Regions from separate parts of the Gossypium raimondii genome. Here region 1 is linked to region 2. Evidence: chromatin contacts called from public Hi-C data. All regions are on one chromosome and are shown on one strand. The core of a region is the stretch at or near the end of the contact, and the rest is flanking DNA. Distances in the headings are between cores, read along the strand shown. Region 1 holds the start of LOC105782295 (22.0 kDa class IV heat shock protein). Region 2 holds the start of LOC105783816 (hypothetical protein).

Region 1 (4,291 bases), core at 50-2,549, 360 kb before region 2:
GCTAGCATGTTAAAATTTTTGAATTGTAATAATTTTGCTTGGATAAATAATTATTTTACAAAAAATGAAGTTAATGGAAGTTTATAAATTTAAAATAATATTAAAATAAATAGCATAATATGGATTTATTAAATTTGTAAAAACTATAAATATATTTAATAAAATAAAATAAAATATATATTATAATAAATAAAATTAATTTTTGAAATTTAAATTCTTTATTTAATAATGAAATCGTATGCTTTAAATAAATTAAAATTATGAGAAATTAAAAATTTTGAAAATTTAAAAAAATAAACTACTCAAATCTCATTAATTCCTCACAAGTTTTAAAATTCTCCATTATATTTATCTAAATAAATAAATACATTTTAAAATTTTAAAACTTAAATATAAATAAAATTTGTTTTCTAAATTTCTTATCCAAACAGAGTTAATATTATATATAATATATAAATGATTCTGAGTCCGTGTAGCATATCGAGGTTGAAATATCTTTAAACACATTTAACAAAACAAACGTTGAGAGAGAGGGGCAGACAAAGATGATTAGTTACGAAAACATAATAGCGTCGTCAAAATTAAATTTTAGGTACACCAATATCTTACCTTGCATTACCTTATATTATAATTTTGATAATACTTTTATTCAATTTTAGTAATTATTTTCTCATATATATTCATCTACATAAACAGGCTGGAAAAAGCTTTGAAAGCCATGAAAAACAATTCAAGGATGGATTTAAAGCTCCTGCTTGGCATCGTTACCCTCGAGCTTGGGTGCTTCATTAGCCTCTCCGCCAGCAATGTCGACAACCCTCGGACCCTTAATCTTATCGGGAGACAACTTGGCCAATGACAAAGTAAGCACCCCATCTTCAAGCTTAGCCTTCAAAGTGTCCAAGTCCACGTTCTCAGGCAGCCTAAATTGTCTCCAAAACTTGCCATAGGAGCGTTCCACCCTGTGCCAATGGTCCCCCTTCTTCTCTTCCTCTCTCTTCCTTTCCCCGCTCACCCTCAGCACACGGTTCTCTTCCACTTCGATCTTCAGCTCTTCCTTCTTCAACCCTGGCACATCCAACATTATCGTATGCCCCTCCGCTGTTTCCTTCCAGTCCACCCTGGCTGGCGACAGTGCCAAGCTCTCGTCCCTCTCCAGGGTAAGTGGGATTTGCTCTAACACTCGGAACGGATCAGCCAATAACAGACTGCCACTGCCTGGATCCATGAATGGCAGCAAACTCGATCCATTGCATAGGCCAACATAACATGCCAAGAGCAACAGCAAGAGCCTCATTGTGTAAATATGCTGAGTGAGAGTGAACTAGATTTCTTGAATTGGAAGTAGTAAAGGGAATGCTACTTCAATGTTAAATTCTATTGCCATTGTTAAAGATTTGAGGGGATATTTATATGTGGATAAAAGTAGTGAAATTCTTGAAATTTCTGATGATGTGATTAATTTGTAGAGAAATTGGGAAGATTCTAGCGATAACCAAACTCAGCAGCACAGTGCAAATCGAAAAGAGAGCAGCCGATTGGCCGAGCAGGAGGTGGATACATCGTCCAGGTTCTAGAGTCTTTCATGTCTAATTACTTTTGTCTATTGGATATATTCCAAGTTTCCTCCACAGCCCTAGTCTAATCGGATTTAATATTTCTTTTGTTTGTATTAGTATATTATATGGTTTTAGCAAAAAGATATATCCCTTCCTTTTGGATTGGAGGGAAGATTGGTCCCAAGTTTGGATTATCTTAAGGCAAGCTTTCCGTGGGCTTAGCAATAAAACTAGTTTGGATCAACATTGAAGGCCTTAGGCTTTCCGGGACTAATTGCCTGCTATTCATTTGAAGGCAAGGTGAGGACAAGCCTAAGAACTACTTACTAGAACCTGCAATACTGGCTTTTGCTTGACTTCTTTATTATTTCTATAAATGATCATATATGGATATTAGAACATTTTGATAAACAGTGTTTTGTTGTTAAGAGTTTCGACGACATGTTGGAAAGACTGCAAGGAATACATCAATCAGTCATGGACCATGGTGTCATTTGCAATGCTTTAGCCAAAGCCTGGTTGCACCACATCAATAATGGCTTTCCCAAGAATTATTCAGCGGTTTCATATTTGTGTAAACTGTAAGAATGAGTTTCAAGTTCAATTAATGTAAAGAATGAATTATTTTACATCTTTTTTGCTTGATAGCTCCAACTTAAGTTCAACCAAATAAATATGGTTGTCAAAAAAAAAAAAAAAACAATACAGTTCCATGGAAAGATTAACATATTCTTGGCTTAGTAGTAAAATGTTATGTTGAGAGAGCAGCATGAAACAGTGACAGACATCATGACTAGTTACTACCCTCAGTCCCTATTGCTTCTCATTTTATAAATTGATATCTAAAAATTTGTTTGTTGCCTCCCATATTTTTTTCACATGTTCACCTGACAGACTCACTTTTTCGTTTCTTGTTTACTGCTTTTGGATCCTATCTTTACAATAAGATTTTTAATTAAAAAATATTTTCAAAAGAAAATAACAGCAAATTTTCCAATGCCTGCAGGGATTATAACACGCCAAGTAGGTTATCTCTAGTTATGCTTCCTGCAACCTAATCTGTCACACAATTACAATTCCCAAACGAGTGACTAAAATGGACAAAGGAGCAATAAGAAATAATAGATAAAATGTCATCCGCAGCAACTTTAATCCCCCAGGGGGATTTGTAAGGGTCTGTGAGGATCTTAATTACAACATTATTATCCGACTCAAATATCACATTTCTCCAGCAGCAACTCATTGTCAAATTGGCACTAAGCCTTAAAGCTACGGCTTCAACCACTTGTGCTTGGTACCTTCTATAATATTTCCGGTGTAGTATACCTACAATTTTTTTCATTAGTTTTAGTAGCAGCATCATTATTAATTTTGATTGTGTCCATACCTTAGTTCAATATAACTATGAATAACAGTAAACAAAAACGACAAATGAGAAATAGATTACATCTGCAAGAGATAATTTAGGATTAATTATATTTTTTGAAAATATTATTTAATTATATCTGAAAATTAAATTAAATAATCATTGTTGTTTAATTCTATTCGAATAATTACATATGTTTACATATAAAATCTAGTATGGTAAAATTGTCATGATTTTAACGAAATTAGAACTGAATTATGTAAATTAATCAATTATTTCCTAAAAATATTTTATTATTAAATTAATTAAATATATAAGTTTGACTTTTATCTAAATCAAGAGAGATAAACTCATATAATTAAACCGACTCAACTTGGAAGTTAACTTTAACATACGGAATTCCTAATGGAATTTGAACTCCTCTTATTTAATTAATAAATGTGCTTAGAATAAAATTAAGTTCTTCCAAATATCTTTTGTTAGAATTGAGTGACCCTAATCTTTATTTAAATAAAATAGTGGTAAAATAAAATAAAAGTAAAATCTATATAGAACTACACTTCTTTTATTTTATTTTAGAATAAAGTTTTTTAAACTTTATTAAACTCCATCTATTTGATATTGATTAAAATAAGGTGTTTCAATCTTACTACACTTCTATTAGAATATGGTTTTACATGCCAATAAAAAGACATAGTCTACTCCTCTTGTAATCATTCGAATTCGACATAGTGAATTATCTTCTCCCCTACTCGTGGTTTTTTCCTGAAAGGGTTTCCACATAAAATCTGTGTGTTCGTTATTTTTCTTTTTCTTTTCTTTGCGATACATTGTCATTATCGACGTTCTATTTTTCACAAATTGGTATCTGAGCTTCCGAATTGTTCATCTCAATCATGATAATGGCGTCTTTGAAGTATGAAATTATGTTGTCGGATCGCAACACCAGATTCGCGTTGTGACAGATAAAGATGCAAATAGTTCTTGCACAGATGGGCTTAGAGGATGCCCTATTACGGATAGATAAGATACCTTCGACATTGACAGAGGAAGAGAAGAGGCGTAAAGATCAAAAGGTGTTAACACAGTTACATCTGCATTTGTCTAACGAAATTTTGCAAGATGTGATGAAGGATAAGACCGCCGCTGCATTATGGAAGAGGCTGGAACAAATATGCATGTCGAAAACTCTAACCAGCAAGCTGCATACGAAGCAGCGTCTTTATGCTCATCGTTTGGAGAAAGGTGCGTCTGTACACAAACACTTAATAGTGTTTAAAGAAATTCTCTCAGACTTGGAAGCCATGGAAGTTCAGTATGATAAAGAAGATCTAGGGTTGATTCTACTTTGTTCATTGCCTCGTCT
Region 2 (4,462 bases), core at 1,585-4,084:
GTGTGCTATTTTCATAAACTCTAAAACCTAAACAAGTTTAGTTCTCATATTTATTTACATAAAAATTTTAACTTTTCTTTGGTGATGGTCCTTTTGAGAGTTGAATGTTTCTTCCCATGTTACTGTCATATTGGCATTTCAACTTTTGCAGGCATTGACTTATGAACGAACTGAACAATTGAATGTAGAAGAACCAGATGCTTCAACTAATGAGATAATAATTTATGAGAATATTGAAAATGTGGATACCTGCAATTCTCCAAAGACGGGAATGCGTATTCCCCAAGAACAATGTCACATGACAGAACCTTGGAACAATATGTACATGCCTAATCCTGCTACTGCTTCAGCACCAAAAGGTATCTCTTTCTACTCATTTTTAAGCATATTCCACCACTAACTCCAACTTTTAAATTTTCATAAAGTACACATATCGAATACCTATATCTACTACCTACCCCCTCTCTATATATATATATATTCCTTAGAAAGTATTAATTTTCTTAATCATAGTGTAAACCACCCATAAAAAATTGTACACATGAATACTCCTTCCTATTTACACTTTAAATTCTTAAGGCCAATATCTTCTCTTCAACCTAAGAAATTCACCTAATAATAATAGAGTTTATAAGTAAGATTATTTAGAGGACACATTTACCTACCTATGCCTTGCTTAATCTCCTACTCCGAAGTAGAACTATATTAGTTTTATATAAACTATATTAGTTTTTTACATATATAGTAGAACAAAGTTATTGTCCTGACAGAATTTACTAAATGGTTTGAAATTGGTAATCGCAGAAACAACTGGTTATATAATAGAGGCAACCCCTATCTCTATGCTGCCTCCTAAAGCTCAAGCTCCTACTCCGAAGAGAAGATACAACAAGGTAAGCATTCACACACCTTAGAAACATAAACAAATAGCTCTATTAACTACCATTTTCTTACAATGTTATCTTAAATGCTTTGCATATCAGTTAAAGCCACTGCCTGAGTTCATAAACAATTGGATTGTTACAGAAAGTCCACGCAAAAATGGGAGGATTGATAAAGTAATTACCTTTAAATGACTTTTACAACTCTTATGATCTATTTTTTCCCATATGTAGGCAAATATATATATCTCATTTATCACTGATGTTTGATAATATCTCATTATTGCAGAAATATCGCCATAAAGAGCGCAATATTACTCTTCGATCACTTCTTGAGGTAAAAAGGTATGAAACGGATGGCATTCTCCCCGTGCGTGGAAAGAAGAAAAATGAGAGCAATGGCCAAAGTGAATCGCCAGCACCTTTTCTAGTAAGCATGCTATTTTCCTAAACCCTAAACAAGTTCATTTCTCATATTTCTTTACATTATTTTTTTAACTTTTCCTTTGTAACAATTCTTTCGTGATTTGAGAGTTTCTTCCCCGATCATTGTTATATTGGTTTTCAACTTTTGCAGTTATTGACTTATGGAGAAACTGGAGAACAGAATGAAGAACTAGAGGCTTCAACTATGGAGAGAACAAATTCTAAGAATATGCACATGTCCAATCTTACTGCTTCAGCTTCAGCTTCAACTGCACCAAAGGGTATCTTTCTCTTTCCACTCACTTTTTAAGCATATTCTAACCCTAACTCTAACTTTCCAATTTTCATGAAATACCCATATCTACTGTGTATTCAAACACTAGGCAATATGATTCTAAACTAAAGCACATATCTATATCTAGCACTTTTTGAGAGTTATTCAACCATGGTTTTTTCTTCATTCAATAGGTAGGCGTGGAAGAAAGAGAAAGATGAAAACAGTGGTGAGTTCAGAAGCCGAAGCCAGCATTGGAGTCGAACAGAATGCTAAAGCTCCCCCGATAGATGTTCCAATCAATGATGAAGCTGCCCCAATAGGTGTTCCAATCATTGATGAAGTTGCCCTGATAGATGTTCCAATCAATGACGAAGCTGCCCCGATAGATGTTCCAATCATCGATGAAGCTGCCCTGGTAGATGTTCCAATCACTTATGTTGAGAATTTTAGTGATCTTGGCCACTAAAGATTATCTTTCTCATTATATACTCTGTTGTTTTCATGAAATAATACACATTTAAATTGTTCGTATACTATTAAGAGTTTGGGTTTGTAATAATTAACTTTAAGATATTACCTTCATTGGATTAATGGGTGAAGGTTTTTATTGGGATGTTTTGTTGGATTTTTAACTCAAGGAAAAGGAGTGGTATCCTCTCCTTGTTTAAGAAATACTTTATTTAATAGATATATTTTGTTATCAAAATTAATTGTTAAAGTTTTAAAAATTTCGAGAATCAATTACGCGTGATGAAAATTTTAGCATCCTCGTAACTCTCAAAATGATATTTTATTATATATATTATCTTAATTTTAAAAATACAAATTCAATTCAACATATTCTTACATTTGAGAAAGTAGTCGAAATTTTGATAAAAATTATTTTCATTTATTTAAGAAATAGTTGAAACAATCAAGATGTTTTATGTTTAAATAGGTTGTTTCTGTTTAGTTTCTACTCGGAAAAAGAAAACTTAATGCCATGAACTTAATACTTATGGGCCATCCATCATAACCTAAGTTTTACTACATTTCTACACGCATAAACCTATATCAAACTAAATGATATTTCTATAAACCCATAAAATTTAATATCTTACTAGATCAAATAGCAAAGTTATATGACCGGTATGGTAAGAGGAGCATATTATCTCTCCTATGCTTACATGTCACCCCAGCATACTTGGTAGAACGAGGCAGCTGAAGGAGCATGGAACAAAAGCTTTTATTCTATTTCTTTCTTATCCATTACAAAAGTTTGGGAGCCGCTCTTGAATTTTCTCTTCTTTCCAGGTGTTGTTATAAGAGCCTAACAAAGCCCTGAAATGCAGCCACGTCGAATCAGAACGTGGTTGAGTCAATGCAAACGCGTCGGTTTCTCGACTACTACAGGCAACGTGGACTATGCACAATGCGTATCGTTTCTTCCTCCTCAATTTGAAACCATATCTTCCAGTTCTTTAAAGCAAACCTCCATTAAAAATGTAACCCAGCTTGAGCATCCCCATCTAAGACAAAGATGACGAATGGTTTGCTTTTGAGTCTTCTTGTAGTTAGTTCACTGGCGATGGCTGCTGCAGTCGGAAGGGACGATGTTATATTGAAAGAAGGCCATAGGGTCATAGTTGTTGAATATGACCAAGATGGCAAACATAACACCAAAGTCTCAATCTCATCCCCGTCGCTGCACCAGCAAACAGACCAAGGGGAATATTTTGGCAAGGAAACTATGAAAGATGCCGCATCTGCGCTTCCCAACGTTGGCCATGGCATTTCACAAGGAAAAGCTGGCTCCGGACGACATTCACCTGGGGAACTTATCTGCGATGCTTTCGGGAAATGTACCCAGAGGGTCGCCACTGCCCTTGGTAAAGCCAAAGATAAGGTGTCAGACACCGCACATGAAGCTAACAAGCTTAAACAAGCAGCTTCAGGGACCGCACATGAAGCCAAAGAGAAGGCTAAAGACAAGGCTTGGGAAACCGCGCAGGAGGTTAGAGAGAAGGTTTCAGAGAGTGCACATGAAACCAGAGACAAGGTCGCAGATAAAAAGGGAGCTATCGGCGATGCTTTAGGCAAAGCAAAAGGGGCAGTTGTGCAAAAGGGCCAAGATGTTAAAGAAAGGGCGAAAGAGTCCATTGATAAGGCCAAGGAGGCGGCGACAACAGCAAAAGACACGGCCAAGACGATGGGGGCTGATATAGTGACAAATACATCAGAGCAAGTGGAGAACGTTCAGGAAAAGGCCATGGAAGAAGCAGGCCGAGCTGCGAACAAGGTTAAAACTAGTGCAAACAAGTATCTTGATGGTTTGAAGTACATGACTTCAATGGAGGCATTGAATACAGTGATGGGTATAGTGAACTTACTTGGATTAGCTACAGCATATGGGATGAGTGTGTGGGTTACGTTCATTTCCAGCTATATCCTGGCAGGACAGCTACCAAGACAGCAGTTTGGGGTGGTGCAGAGCAAGATATACCCTGTTTACTTCAGGGCAATGGCTTATAGTATAGGGATGGCTTTGTTGGGGCACTTATTGTGGCACAGGAAAAGATCGATCTCGAGCCCGCCAGAGGTGTTTCAAGCTATTAATCTTTTGTCATCCCTTTTCATGGTTTTGGTCAATGGACTGTATTTGGAGCCTAAAGCCACAAAGGTAACCTGCTTAATTTCTGATGCTCCTAATTGTATATACCAAATCTTTTTTATTTAACACACTGGATATGATATTGTAGGTGATGTTTGAGAGGATGAAAATGGAGAAGGAAGACGGGAGAGGAAGACATGACTTTGTGGCGGAGGGAAGCAGGGCCACTGAGTCACCAAGTGTTGCAGATCCAGTAGCTAAAAATAGCAGGAAAGGCCCCTCAACGGC

What was found. Hi-C and Micro-C count contacts between places; a contact is called where the count stands out from the background.
Region 1: a Hi-C map of leaf shows a contact between it and region 2, with 2.6 times the contacts expected there. The contact joins the promoter of LOC105782295 here to the promoter of LOC105783816 in region 2. A contact is called at or near these places in 2 of 2 Hi-C or Micro-C datasets (both in leaf).

The regions. Positions count from the first base shown.
Region 1 is chr13:38,530,952-38,535,242 of ASM2569854v1, reverse strand. It overlaps LOC105782295 (22.0 kDa class IV heat shock protein), which reads right to left and starts at 1,299. Exons shown (of 1, transcript XM_012606962.2): 1 at 660-1,299. The coding sequence starts at 1,297. The coding sequence ends at 743.
Region 2 is chr13:38,169,653-38,174,114 of ASM2569854v1, reverse strand. LOC105783816 (hypothetical protein) reads left to right here and starts at 2,834. Exons shown (of 2, transcript XM_012609475.2): 1 at 2,834-4,243; 2 at 4,323-4,462. The coding sequence starts at 3,104.